Linked DNA regions of Columba livia: region 2 is linked to region 1. The links are chromatin contacts, called in public Hi-C maps. All regions are on one chromosome and are shown on one strand. Each heading gives the region's core, a stretch centred on a gene start, on an enhancer-like site or on the middle of the called end of the contact. The rest is flanking DNA. Distances are from core to core; before and after follow the strand shown.

Region 1 (2,915 bases), core at 148-2,647:
AGCTCAAACTCTTTTCCCAGGAGATACAACAGCTCACCTGGGCAGTATCTTTGCTGGCGTGTGGGTGTCCCAGCACAGATGAGCTCTTCCAGGGTGAGGGGACCTGCACATTGAATAGCCCCTCAAGCGTCACGCGGCATCAAAATGGATGGCTAATGGTAGGAGGAGACTCCTGCTCAACACCATGGCATGGAACTGCTCCTGCTGCCCTCCAGAACACAACTGGCACGACTCATGCTTTCCTGAGCCTCCCCTGGCTGGTGAGGGGGACACCTGGCCCATGCAAGCTGCTCCCCACCCTGCACCCCACGAGCCACCAGCACATCAGCTCCCATTCCCCACTGCAGCCTGGCCCTGGCCAGAACCAAACCCACCTCAGCTGAAGGAGTTCCAGCAGAGAGGAACAAAGCAGAGGAAGGCTGAAGCCCACATGGCATCCCATTCTGCCTGAAGCTTTGGCTGCAGGGACCAGCTTGCCCCAAAGGCAGGCAGCGCTTGGTCTTGATTTCCCCTTCCAGGGTGAAGAAGCATTTTTGGCTGCTGTAACCTCAGAGCTCGCCAGCAAGTGCTTTGCCTCCCAAAACCACAAGCGGCTTTGCAGAGCTGGTGGAATAATTTCACCAGGGGTAAACTGCACCCTTGGCTAGAGCTCACCCCCGCAGCAGTACCCTGCCAGACCCAGACCCCTCTTGGGGCGAGCACCCACTCCCATGGCCACTGCCCCCCGCGCAGGGCAGCCAGGGGCCGGAGGTGACCCCTTCTTTTGGAGTCATCTGTAACGGAGCGCACCGCAGAAGCTGGTACGGACAAACTTACTGCCAATACCCACCCGAGCCCCGCACTATGCCGCGGGCCGCCGGGGGACCGGCGCAGCGCGGGGAGTCGGAATACTCGCACGGCCCCGGGGGGCGACACGGGACCGGGACACGCTGCACCCGGGCCCGGAGCGCGCTCCGCTGCGGAGCCCGGACCGGTGTCCCCGATGCTCACGGTCACGCCGAGCCCGGTGGCTCCCCCGCCGGTAACGGCGGTACCCCCGTCAGGGCTCAGCCCGCAGCGGGACCGGTGCGACATCCCCTCGCACCGCCCCAGGGACCGGGGACACCAACGGCGCTGCCGCTGCGCCGCGCTCGGCACCGACCCGGAGGTCTCGTCCCACCCCAAACTTTCGCGCCCGAACCGCACGTACCTGCCGGTGCCGTCCGTGCGGACCGGGGCCGCCGCTGCCCATGGCCGCCGTCCGGCCCTTCCGCCGGGTCAGCGCCGCGTCCGCGGGCCGCTGCGGCCGGGGGCCGCTGGCATCGCCGGGCGGCGGCGGCGCCGGCAACGCTGGGCTCGGTGCGGGGCTGGGCTGGGCGGGGGCGGCGGAGCCGAGCGGCCCCGGTGCCCGAGAAGATGCGCAGCGCCGCCTGCCGCCAACTGCCGCCCCGGGACCGGCGATCCCGGGCTCGCACCCACCCACCCGACCTCCGGTTACTCCTGGAAGGATGCTGCCCCGCCCCAATTAGCCCCGTGTTCATTAATGTAGCCAGGAGGGAGGACAGCTAATTCACCTGAAAATCAATTTTCTCCTAAAAAAGGTGTGCTGGTACTGTACGGTACGGGGACAGACAGACAGACAGACTGCCGCCCCCACTCACAGAATCACAGAATGTTAGGAATTGGAAGGGATCTTGAAATATCATCTAGCCCACTGCCCCTGCTGGACAAGGAACTCCTAGATGAGGTTACATGGGAAGACATCCAGGCAGGTTTTGAATATGTCCAAAGAAGGAGGCTCCTGCCACACTCTCCTTCTCAAAGCAGGAGCTTGGCTTTCATCTCAACACACCAAAACATGGAGCTTTTCTGGAGCCAAGAACAGCTAAAATCTCAGTACTGACCCAGACCCAGCCCTGCAGGAGACTCCCAGCCTGACACAGGGCACCCTGACACCCTTCTAGGGCTTTTGTTGTCCCAGAGAAGCTCTAGATTGGCCCAACACACCCCACCTGGGGCACCCCAAACACAGGTCTGCATGTACTGTGTGACAACTGGCAGCAACAGGCCATAAAACATCACCAAACAGCAAAAGCAAGGGTTGAATTTTCACAGCAATTGCTGTCAGGAGTTAGTCCCACAGCCTCAGGACAGCTAATACAAGAGGCTGGAATTGCATCGAACTCATTTTCTTTACTCAAAACCGATTGTGTATTGATGAAAGCGTTTGTTTTCTGCAGACAGCTCACCGTTTACTCCTGGACCTTTCACACCACTGCTCAGCTGGAAGCACTGAGTGATTTCCAAGACCAACCTGAGTTACAGGTCAATGGCAGCTGTTCAGACAAACCACACATGGGCAGTTTGCAAATCTCCCAGCTATTTTCTTCCCATGAGACCAACAAAGCCTTTGTGCACCCCCTGTCCCCACCTAGGCACCAGCCCTTGGTTTTAAAGTTTTACTCTTGGTTTTAAGAGGCCCATGATAAGAACAGATTTCTTCACTCTTTTATCTGAGGGAACTGAGCTCTTATTCCCCCTTTTTAGAGCCAAAATTGCCTTATGTAAAACTCCAATTAATCAGGCTTGGTTGCACAAAAGGAAAAAGCTTTACAAGATTAACCAAAACCCCAGTAATAAGATATTAAGGAAATACAAGCACCTCATTCTTCAAATCAGAGGGTTTTAATAATAATGGCAAAAATCAATATGAAACCAAACTAAATGTGCTATTTGTATTCATCGGGTAATTTCATAGAGAGTCTGCCAATTCAGATCTCCATTGCTATGATAAGTAAATACAAGCATATTACTTTTCTAGATCTCAAAGTTTTAATAGAAATGATCAAGAGCAAATGCAATCAAAAACTACCTTTCACACCAGCCAAATTCCAATTAAATTAGGCCAGATTATTCAATAAGGAAGCCTTCAAAAC
Region 2 (2,915 bases), core at 173-2,672, 60 kb before region 1:
CTAATGCACCATATATATATATATATATAAAGCTATTAAAATCAACTGCAAGGTATAATGACCTGCTTGTTCCCCAACTGAAGCTCCTTGGCCATTTCATAACCAACTTTATTTCTCAACAGAGGAGGAAAATACCCTAATTCCACAAGGTTGGGAAGTTATCCCCACCCTGCCTCAAGCCCCATCTGTTGGGGGGTGACCCCAGATTCTCCCCTATGGTTACTGGGGGGTGGAGGTGGCTGGTGCCCATCACCAGAGGAGCTCCTCTGATGTGTGATCTCCATCACAGGCAGCACTGGGGATGAAGGTATCAGAAGTTAACTTGAAGTTCAAAAGACCTCAAGAGATTCAATTTATTCTGCGTATTAACAAAGTGTCCTGGCGGAAAGAGCGTAATTGGCTTTTCCAGTGCCCTGCACCAAGCTGGGTGTCCTGGGTGGCACTGGGATGGGGGGAGAACCAGCCACAAAACCCAGGATCCCCCTAGCAGGTCTCCTTGCTCTGGGCACCAGAGAAGGTTTCTCCCAAGACTTGCTCCTGGCTGGCTCTGAAATGCCCAGTTTTAGCTGCATAACCACCTGTCTTGCACTAAGAAAGGATTTCTACTCTTTAAAAGTAGCTTTGTTGATTGTTTTTTTGCTTTCTTCAAATCAAAGCTCTGAGACGATTAATCACTGCCCAGCTCCTGCCGGTGCATTTAAGTGCTCAGCTTGAAACAGAGATCAGTAACAGGAATTAATCTTTCTGTAACAAGGTCTTCAAAATAACCATCGGTGTCCTGCAGCCGCTCTGAAAGGCTTGTTCTGCCACCTGCAAACTGAAGGGACCCTGCACAGGCAGCAAGAAACAGCAGGGACACATCTGCAACTCCTGCTCCCACCCCTTGCCATGGCCAGATGTGATTTGGGGCACAGGTGGGGAAGATGATGAAGAGAGCATCCCCAACCCTTCCAGACACCCCATTTGCACCATGCCCCTCACCAACATACCAGAGAGAAACCAACCCCACAGCCCAGTGGTGACCCCCAGTTATTCTCACAGAGTCAACATCTGGCAATATCTAATGAAACTCAGATCATTAATGACATCCATGCAACACTTACAGTTAAAGGGCATTTCCCACAGCTGTTTATATTGCAGCAAAGGCATGTGCAACCTTTCTCTGATATCCCCAGAGCTTAACTACGGTAACTGTGTTCAATGAGGAATATTTAAATCAACTCCTTTCCATCCCTCCCCTCCGCTTTCTTTTTTAGTTCACAGACCATGAAGGAAACAGATGGGAGTTGAAAAGAGATTGAAAATGACAAAGGAAGTCTGGAGACATTTATTTCCACTCAGAACAAATTAATTAGGATGTCTGGGGACACCTGATTAAAGTTTCTGACAGGGTACAGGAGCTAAAGCACCATTCCCTCTCTGTGCAGGGAATTCAACAAGAGCCAAGGGGACCCCAGACCTGGGAAGCCACCACCCTCTCTGCCATCTGAGTTTCCAAAGCACCTAAAGGTTTGTATCCCCCCCCCCCGAGGTGTAAGCTTTTCAACTGGGTTATTCTGAGTTTTCTTGCCTGTATTATTTAGAAAGAAAAAAGTGCTTTCAAGTTTTTCCTCTTTCTTTTTTGATATTGGGTTTTCTCACTTTCTTCCTCTCATTTATTTTGCATTACCGCCAAAGGGAAAGTGGGAGAGAAGTGCCAAGAAATGAGGTGTTAGAGAACAAAACCTGCAGCCAGAGGTAACAGCGGCTGAGAAAAAGGCTGTGCTGGGGCTGGGAAGAGCCTGAACGACTCATTTGTGTCTTGAAGTCTTTCCACCTCAGATGAGTTCCCTTCCCAGTCAATTCAAGCCTCTTTTGGGGCTGAGCAGATTTGGCCATCAGAAGCTATTTGCAGCCCCTGAGGACAAAGCCAGGTGGAGGATGCACAAAGCCAGAAGCCACAGGAATGACAAAAGCCAGGGGAAATCAGCAACTTGGTGCCACTTTCATGGCCACGATGGTGTTTTCCCATTCCTCATGGAAAGCTGTTCCAGTAGATAAAGAGCATGAAGCTGCTGGATTCTTTCTTCCTCTCCTATTTTGTGAAAATGCCCTTTGGGCACCACATTGTCTAAGTGGAAATGTGCCTATTTTTCCCTCCTATTGCACCTAGTAACAGATCTGGCACCACCTCCATCTGCCTGTACGCATTGCAAAGGAAGAACACGCTAAATTATCAAATCCCATAACTTCTGTAGCCTCTGCTGTTAGATAGCAATGTAGATATGGAAAGCGTAAGGGAATCACAAATGGAATAATGATTTCTTCAAAAGGATGTAATTTAGAAACAGCTTTTCTATTTCCACTTTATTGGTTATTTTTAGTTGAGCAGCTGTTCTTCTGGTGTTGATATAAAACCTATTTCTTTCATTCCTAAAGAAAGAAATTCTTTATTCTCGTGGCTATAGAATTCAACTTTGGAGGTCACTTATTGTTTCCAAGTTCTATGCCCTCTGGAAGGAATCTATATTCTTCTCATATGGTTCCTGGGCATGAAAGCAATCTCTAAATACTTGGAGGATAAAATGAGGTCAAACCTGCAATTCCACGCAGCTGCTGCCGAGTGAAACCAGCGCCCCGACCTGCCGCTTTGTTTCTGTCAAAGCAGTTTAGAAAACAGAGGTGGCAAATTATTTTGCAATAAATAGAAACCTACAAGCGCAAGCGGCTCTGCAGCCTTGGGTTTTCTTTCAAACTATTCCCCTAAGAAGAGATTGGGAATTTCAATTGCCTGGGCTATATAGCTGAAGGAAAACGCTGTTTCACATATAAATTATTACAATCGCATCATGTGCGGTGGTGATTGCACACCTTCCAACAGCGCAGGGCTTGGGCTGCGAGATTTCCCTTTGCACATGGATTAATGGTCCTTAGAG

What was found. Hi-C and Micro-C count contacts between places; a contact is called where the count stands out from the background.
Region 2: a contact with region 1 is called in a Hi-C map of liver, with 1.8 times the contacts expected there. The contact joins the enhancer-like site here to the promoter of TAFA3 in region 1. A contact is called at or near these places in 2 of 2 Hi-C or Micro-C datasets (crop and liver).

What each region holds. Positions count from the first base shown.
Region 1 is chr22:4,653,152-4,656,066 of bColLiv1.pat.W.v2, reverse strand. TAFA3 (TAFA chemokine like family member 3) reads right to left here and starts at 1,397. Exons shown (of 6, transcript XM_065038743.1): 1 at 1,190-1,397. LOC110364646 (a long non-coding RNA gene) reads right to left here. Exons shown (of 3, transcript XR_002423564.2): 3 at 2,375-2,915.
Region 2 is chr22:4,713,003-4,715,917 of bColLiv1.pat.W.v2, reverse strand. No RefSeq gene overlaps it. Among named protein-coding and RNA genes, the nearest start is that of SLC16A1, 34 kb to the left of the region's middle. Within about 2 kb of position 1,422, at least 1 of the 3 cell types and tissues checked has an H3K27ac peak away from gene starts, as active enhancers do.